Linked DNA regions of Mus musculus: region 2 is linked to region 1. The links are chromatin contacts, called in public promoter capture Hi-C maps. All regions are on one chromosome and are shown on one strand. The core of a region is the stretch at or near the end of the contact, and the rest is flanking DNA. Distances in the headings are between cores, read along the strand shown.

Region 1 (4,092 bases), core at 959-3,458:
TTTTTTTGTTTTGTTTTTTTGGGGTTTTTTTTTTTGGGGGGGGGGTTCGAAACAGGGTTTCTCTGTATAGTCCTGGCTGATCCTGGAAGAGTGATCTGTAGACCAGGCTGGCCTCGAACCCAGAAACCCACCTGCCTCTGCCTCCCGAGTGCTGGGATTAAAGGCGTGCGCCACCACACCCGGCTTCTTTTGTTTTTTGTTTGTCTGTTTTCTGTTTCGGTTTTTCAAGACAGGGTTTCTCTGTGTGGTCCTGGCTGTCTTAGAACTGAGGCTGGCCTTGAACTCAAGAGAGCCACCTGCCTCTGCCTCCCAAGTGCTGGGATTAAAGGCGAGCACCAGCCCATCAGTTATCTATGACAGGCCCAAAAGCTTTCTCAGGAACGGGCTAGATAGGAGTAATTTCACAGTCCATCCGGCATCTACAGTGTGAAGCAGTCACACATCAGACACCCATGAGTAAGCATGGCTATATTCCAATATAAATTTAAATTGGAATTTCAGATCATTCCATACATGTTTCGATTTTCAAACCATTTCAAAAATGTCAAATCATTCTTGGCTCTCAGGCTAGAGAGGCAACAGGCCATATTTTGTCTGTAGGCTGCAGTTTCTCAACCTGGCCCCCGTGGGACATTTTTCCTGGCTGACGCTGACTTGAGTGGCATAGATGTGTCATCACTGAGTCAAATGGTATTCCTTTTGTAAGATAATTGGAGTGGATCCAATATTCTGGATTTCTGGAAAGCTGGGACAAGCACCTTTGTAGTTAAGTCTCAGAAATGGATCTTTGAGGATTTCCCTAGGAAGAAATTCCTGCATGGGGATTTGCTAGTTCAAAGAGTAAACACAATTTAGCATTTCGTGTCTGAGTGTGTGTACTTGCACACACATTTCTGTACTTACATGTACAGGCATGCTCTCATGTGCACCTGTGCCACATGCTACAACACAGGGAGAGAGGTCAAAGGACAACTTTCTGTATCCTGGGGATCAAACTCAGTTTGTCAGGCTTGTCAGCAAACAGCTTTAACTGCTGAGCACAACTGCTCAGCAATTTATAGTATTATGATACCACTGTACAATCTCATGTCTGGGAGAGATGGCATGAGTGTGAGCTGAATGAACCTGGTCTGGTCGTGCAGATTGTATTCTAACTACTCGAGAAGCTGAGGCAGGAGGATTAAAAGTTCAAAGCATGCATGTACAATTTAATGAGACCTTCTTTCAATATAAAAAAATAGAAAAGAAAGGTAACGACGACGATGACGATGACGACTAGGCCCAGTGTTTGCTTAGCACCCCTAAAGTCTTGGATCTATCCCATCTTGGCCGTACCCAAATAGTCCCAACACTCAGGAGGTAGAGGCAGGAGGATCAGAAATCCAAGGCCTTTGTTAGCTACATATCAAGTTTGAGGTTAGGAATGGACACTAGACCCTGTACCAAAACAAAACAAAACAAAAACAAAAACAAAAGGACAAAAACAAAATGAGACGTTTTTCTTTTTTTGTTTGTTTTTTGATTTTCGAGACAGGGTTTCTCTGTGTTCCCCTGGTTGTCCTGGAACTCTGTAGACCAAGCTGGCCTCGAACTCAGAAATCTGCCTGCCTCTGCCTCTGCCTCTGCCTCTGCCTCCTGAGTGCTGGGATTAAGGGCGTGCGCCACCACATCCGACCGGCGAGACTTTTTTTTTTTTTTTTAAGGGGCTGGGATGTTACTCAGTGGTAGAGCACGGTCTGGGTTAGGGTTGCATTGCCGTGACGAGACGCCAGGAACAAGGCAACTCTTATAAAAAACATTTAAATGGGGCTGACTTACAGTTTCAGAGGTCCACTATCGTCACGACGTGATGCATCACAGCGTCCAGGAAGACACGGTGCAGGAAGAGTTCGAAATCCTGGTCTGAGGACAGCCAGGAATACCTTCTATCCCTACTGGGCGGAGCCTCAAAGTCCGCCTACATAGTGACGCACTTCCTCCAACAAGGCCACACCTCCTCATAGTACCACTTCCTGAAGGCCAAGCATATTCAAACCTTTACAAGCACTTACTTAGCATGAACGGGATCCTAGGTTCATTTCTCAGCACCTTCAAGAAAAAAAAAAAGAAAAAGAAAAAGAAATCTAAAAATGAGTAGACTCCCCAGAGCACGGGAAATGCAGAACAAAAGATGCTACTATAAAAAAAACTTCCTGTGGGCCTGTGGCTCCCCGCTTCCAGAAGTCCGGCCTCTCTAAGCATCTACTAGGGCATCACAACTGTCCCTTTTTGGTTGCTAGTGAATTGTGCATCTATAGGTGACACACACCTTTAATCCCAGCACTCGGGAGGCAGAGGCAGGAAGATTTCTGTGTTCAAGGCCAACCTGGTCTACAAAGTGAGTTCCAGGACAGCCAGGGCTACACAGAGAAACCCTGTCTCGAAAAACAAAAACAACAACAACAACAAACCAAACCAAACAAACAAACAAAAAACCAAAAAAACACCAAACCAGAGTACAGTTTCATCTGCAGCTGCATTCTGAACTGAAAATCCTCTCGGAGGTGAATTAGAATCCACGAACAACCAGCTGTAGGCACTTAGCTTCAAACTGGAAAGAAATTTGCCTTTAGTTTCTGATATATCCTAGAGATGGGTAGAGATGGGTATTGGGGGTGCAGCTCTTTTGTAGTTTTTTTTTTTTTAAGGTTTATTTATTTATTATATGTAAGTACACTGTAGCTGTCTTCAGACACTCCAGAAGAGGACATCAGATTTCGTTATGGATGGTTGTGAGCCACCATGTGGTTGCTCGGACTTGAACTCAGGACCTTCAGAAGAGCAGTCAGCGCTCTTAACCACTGAGCCATCTCTCCAGCCCTCTTTTGGACTTTTTGTCCTTAGATCACAAAAGAGCCTGGGAGATGGGCCACAAGGATGTGGCCACTATTTTTATCCCACTCTTTGTTTGTTTGTTTTGTTGTGTTTGTTTTTTGAGACAGTGTTTCTCTGTGTAGCCCTGGCTGTCCTGGAGCTTACTTTGTAGACCAGGCTGGCCTCGAATTTAGAAATCTGCCTGGGATTAAAGGTGTGAGCCATCACTGTACTCTGGAATGGAGCCTGCCATCGGCTGTTTTCAATCGCTAGGAGATGGGGAGGGAGGGGAACTAATTCTTCAGAATATTTGGCTGAGGAAACATAAGCCCTTGAACAAGGGTTCTGACAAGTGTATCAGTCCCCACTTGGTGTTGCTCCTTTCTGCAACCCCCCTCATATCTACTGCACCCCAGGCACCCCTCAGGGGAGGAATGGTTCTGCTTGGGGAGGCACTGTGAAGTATACTGAGTAAGCAAGTGGTGGTGGTGAGCTAAGGAAAGACGGGGGAAGGGTGCTGAGTGACAGAAGAACAGCATTTAAACACCCACCCTGTGCCGAGCACACCCTAATCAATCCTCGGAGTTGGCTGGGACATAGACATTGTCTAGAATGTATGAGGCCCTGGGTTTGATTCCCAGTATCATATAAAACTGGTTGTCACACCCCTGTCATCCCAGCTGGGTCTTCTATAGCCCAGGCTGTCCTGAAACTTACAGCAATCCCCTTAAGCGCTGGGATAGCAGGCACGCATCACCATGCCCAGCTGGGACTTTACTAATGTGTAAGAACTTAACCCACCAGGAGAGGAGCAGGGCAGGGCAGGTACCACTGGTACGGCTGTCCAGCCCTCTGTAGCTGCAGTCTGGACTCCTGAAAGTTCTCTAGGAAGTGAGCTGGAATCCTTCCTTGACCTCTCTGTCTCTCTGTCTATCTCTCTCCTTCCCTCCCTCCACCCCCTACCTTTTTCTCTCTGTGTTCCTGTGCATGCAAATGCATGCATGCCATAGTGTGCCAATGGAAGTCGGAGGACAATTTATAGGGCTGGGTTCTCTCCTTTCATTGTGTGGGTGCTAGGGATTGAAGTTGGGTCATCAGGCTTAGATGGTAGTACCTTTACCTGCTAAGCCATCTTACAGGCTAATCAAATGACTGAGGCACTAGACTCAAAAAATGTCTGAGACAGCTGGGTGTAGTGGCACACGCCTTTAATAATAAGAAGAACCTGTCTTTTTTTTT
Region 2 (4,092 bases), core at 589-3,088, 220 kb after region 1:
GGAGACAGGGCTTCTCACTGAGACTGGAGCAAATAAGCAGCAAGCCCTACTAATGGTCCTGTCTCTACCCCTCACAGTACGGGGTTATAGACACAGACATACAGGTCTCTTTTTACATGAGTCCTGGGATTTGAACCCAGGTTCTCAGGCTTGTGCAGCAAGTGCTCTTGTCTGCAGAACCATCTCCTCAGCCCTCTAGTGCCTCTGTTGCAGCTGCTATAGCAGAAGTTTTGGGGATATACTTGTGAATAAACCTGCTACTCGAGCCTTCTGCTTTTTCCCCTCTTCTTTGCACCCCATTAGTATCAGGAGTTTGTAATCTCATCTGCTTATGGGATTACTCAGCGGAGAGAGTGGGGGAGACATTTACCACCTTAGCCATTTGAAGCATACAATTCAGTTGTATTTTGCACATCACTGCCGGTGCCCTCTCCCCCCAGGCCCTGTTAAACATTATTCTGCTTTCTGAACATGCACGACTCACTCTCTGGGTACCTGTTACAAGTGGCACCACAGCTTTTATGCGCTTTTTTTTGTCCCTGGTTTATTTCCCTTCCTTAATGTCTTCATTGCTCTGTGGTGTCAGAACACACAGGGACTTTCTTTTGTAAAGGATAAAACAAAAACTATATATGACTTTTATTATTGTTTTATTACTTACCCATGCATATGTGCATGGGCAGGGAGCAATTCACTGGAGCATGGACAATTTACCAGTAGCTACATCCTCAGATGATTCTCCCCTCCAGGAGCCATCGCCTGCCCATAGGTGTGTAGTTAGGAGTGGGTCTTTGAGAGCTGGCTTGGTCTCATGCAGGTCTTGTGCAGGTGGGCATAGCTGATGTCAATTCCTGAGCACAAACATGGCCACGAAATATCCAGAGGACAGTATTTTGAATCACCCTTCCCCATCTTCCTGCTTTTAAATTCTTTCTACCTCTTCTCCTCGCCAACATAATATTTTTATTAATTATTTGGCAATTTCATACAATGTACCATGACCACTTTTGCTTCCCATTTTGACCAGGTCCATCCTCTCACTCTTGCATGCTCCCCCAAGTCTCCCCAAAATACCAAGTTCAATTTGTGTTGCCCATAAACTCACTGGAACATGGTCAATCTCCCAGTGGCTAGCCTCTTAAAGAAAACTGAGTCCTTCTGCTCTATCCCAGAAGTTGTCAACTGTGAGGAGCTGTACTTCAGCATCGTTATCACAGTTTTTAAGGACTCTCTTCTACAGGACTGTTTCTTTTGTGTTTGGGCGTGGGGAGAGAAGTTGTCACGGAAGTCTTCAGTGTCTCTCTTTCTCAGGTATGAGTCTGGAGTCATTGATACCACTGAAAAAGAAGCTTCCTTGCTCATAGTGGCTGACAGCCGCATAGTCAACGGACATCAACATGGCCTCTGGCAATGAACCACTCTTCATCCTCAGTATCCTACTGCTGCTCTGAGTCAGGGTGTCTGGGGGGCAGGATCCATACAAGCTTCTGGCTGCTGCACACCACCTTACCCTCTGAGTCAGCCAGCCACTCTGCTGGCACCCAGGGTGGGCGTGACCTTCATGCTTGCAGCCTGCAGACAGCGAGGCTCTCCCCCACACAGCAGGGTGAGCGGCGGCGGCGGCAGCAGCAGCAGCAGCAGCAGCAGCAGCAGGGGCAGCAGCAGCAGCAGCAGCAGCAGGGGCAGCAGCAGCAGCAGCAGCAGCAGCGGCAGCAGCAGCAGCAGCAGCAGCAGCAGCAGCAGGGGCAGCAGCAGCAGCAGCTGCTGCTCCGTGCCGCAGGCAGGCCCGTCCTGTCCAGAACTTTCTTTTTAAGGCTGAATAATAAACCACACATTGAGTGTAAAGTGTCTGGAATTGGCTCATGTGTCAGAACACTAGCACCCCAGTTCCTTTAGGAGGTGGAGCCTCAGTGGAGGAAATGAGTCAGTCACCTGAGGCTTTTTAGCCCTGCCTAGCTTTCTGTTCTTGGGCTGAGCAGATGTCATGTGACCAGCCGTCTTCTGCCCTGTCTTCCATGGTAGAATGTATCCTTTAGAACTGCAAGCCAGAATAAACATTTTCTTTCCTAAGTTGCTTTTGTCAAGGCATTTTATACCAGCACCAGGGACGATAGCGAACATGCCACACTTATCTGTACCTGGTCGGCAGGGTTGGGGGCTGCTATTTCCTCAGGCTCTTGTGAAGAGGCCACTTCAGAAGCTCTTGCGTGTTTCACAGTGATCCTTGCCGCCTTTGAAGCTTTCGCTCCAAGGCCCCGGTATCCTGTATACTTTCAGCAAATATGGATGGCATATTCAGCTAGTGGCTGGCTTGTGATGATCTGAGAAGATGCCCTTGCTCTCAGGAGCTCCTATTGGAGCTGCTGGCTGAGTTTACCAAGAGGTAAAAGCAACCCTCTCTACATAGACGTGCAAAGGAATCCAGCCTACGGTTGCGGCTGTCTCTGAGGCTGAGTCCAGGGCTTTCTAGTTGTATTACAGAAGTGAAATTGAGGACTGCATGACAACTGAATTCTTAGTTTTCATGAGGAAGTGCCGTAGTGTGCCCACAGTGACTGTGCCATTTTGTAATCTTGCCAGAACCTGCTTTTATTTATTTTTTGTTTTTAAATCGTAGCCATCCTAAAGGATGTGAAGTAGTATCTTGTGGTATTGATTTGCATTTCCCTAATGACTAATGATGGTAAGCATGTCTTTATTTACTTGACTTTATTTTTGTTTTTTGTTTTGGTTTTTAGAGAGAGGGTTTTTCTGTGTAGCCCTGGCTGTCCTGGAACTCACTCTGTAGACCAGGCTGGCCTCGAACTCAGAAATCCACCTGCCTCTGCCTCCCGAGTGCTGGGATTAAAGGCGTGTGCCACCACGCCCGGCTACTTGACTATTTTTTAAGACTTTTGGAAACGTGTCTGTTCTCATACCCCTCCCCTTCACTGCACACTCCTGATAAAAGGCTCTTATAGCCTGGGCTGGTCTGGAACTTGCAGTCCTCCTGGCTCTGGCCCCTCTGTCCTGATTGGTGGCGTGTTTTTCTGTCCAGCTCCTTTGATTGAGTCACATTACTTTTTTATTGCTGCAACTGAGCACTTAAAATGGTTGACATCTGGGTTCCAGGCCCCTTTCTGGTTTGGTTGGTTTTAAGTATTGCCTGCCTTAGCCATGCCTCTAGGTTTAGATCTCAGTACTGAAAAAAAAAAGACCCCAGAACATTATTATATCTACCACTGTCACCATCACCACCACCGCCACCACCTTCATCACTGAGAGTAAACCCAAACAGGGCACCACTAAGCAAGTCAGAGCATAGGCACCCACCATTAGGGGCAAGCTTGCCCCGGGGCAGAGGAAGCTGTCACCTTGTAAAAAGCTGCGCAAGCCCTTCCTCATTGTGCCTTCTTGTTATTGCAACTAAAACTCTTTAGATAAACTCAGGGGCCATCAAACTTCGTCCCAAGGTGCTCTTCTAGGTGTCCCGATCACCGCTTCTCATAATACCAAACGGAGTGCTCCCAGAAGCAGTTTGGGTCCTCCTTTTTTTTTTTTTTTTTATTCTTCCTTAGAAACAGGGTCTACTGTATAGTGCAGGTTGACCTTGAACATGCACTCTGTCAGGGATGAAATTGTAGATCCACTACTGTCAGACTCTGTTGATCGTCTTCTGAACATGTGAAAAGTGCAGTTTAAACTGAGTGTGTTCAGAAATGTGGCTCCTTTCATATGTGCTTTTCTATATGGATGTAGGCCCTGAATAAAAAAGAAATACCATGCTTTCTTTATTCTAGAGAATGCTGTTTTGAAAAATATTATCATCGGTCTCCTTATTAGTTGCCAGCAATGAATATTCCTTCATTCTTTTATCTCCTGGTTGTGCTTGAGGTTTTTGCCACATTAAGATATGAGACTGTTGCTCTCGGTGGTGCCCAGGCATAGGGGTTTTATAAAGGCCTCTCCCCTCATTACTCTCGTCCCGGGTGATCACATTGTAGAGCTGAGAACTTCTAAACTTGGCTAGAAACGTGCTTTGTGGGGATTTCATGTGCTCGGGGACTTGGGTCTCTTGGTCCACGAGTTGGCAATTGTTAAAGCTCTTGATGA

What was found. Promoter capture Hi-C pulls out the DNA fragments that hold promoters and counts their contacts.
Region 2: a contact with region 1 is called in a promoter capture Hi-C map of trophoblast stem cells, with 4 times the contacts expected there. The contact joins two enhancer-like sites. A contact is called at or near these places in 6 of 39 promoter capture datasets (embryonic stem cells, liver, pre-B cells and 2 more) and 1 of 484 Hi-C or Micro-C datasets (embryonic stem cells).

The regions. Positions count from the first base shown.
Region 1 is chr16:8,790,418-8,794,509 of GRCm38.p6, forward strand. No RefSeq gene overlaps it. Among named protein-coding and RNA genes, the nearest start is that of Gm25805, 26 kb to the left of the region's middle. Within about 2 kb of position 2,209, at least 38 of the 459 cell types and tissues checked have an H3K27ac peak or open chromatin away from gene starts, as enhancers often do. A contact at or near this core is called in trophoblast stem cells, where this site is marked.
Region 2 is chr16:9,014,698-9,018,789 of GRCm38.p6, forward strand. No RefSeq gene overlaps it. Among named protein-coding and RNA genes, the nearest start is that of Gm30444, 19 kb to the left of the region's middle. Within about 2 kb of position 1,839, at least 16 of the 459 cell types and tissues checked have an H3K27ac peak or open chromatin away from gene starts, as enhancers often do. A contact at or near this core is called in trophoblast stem cells, where this site is marked.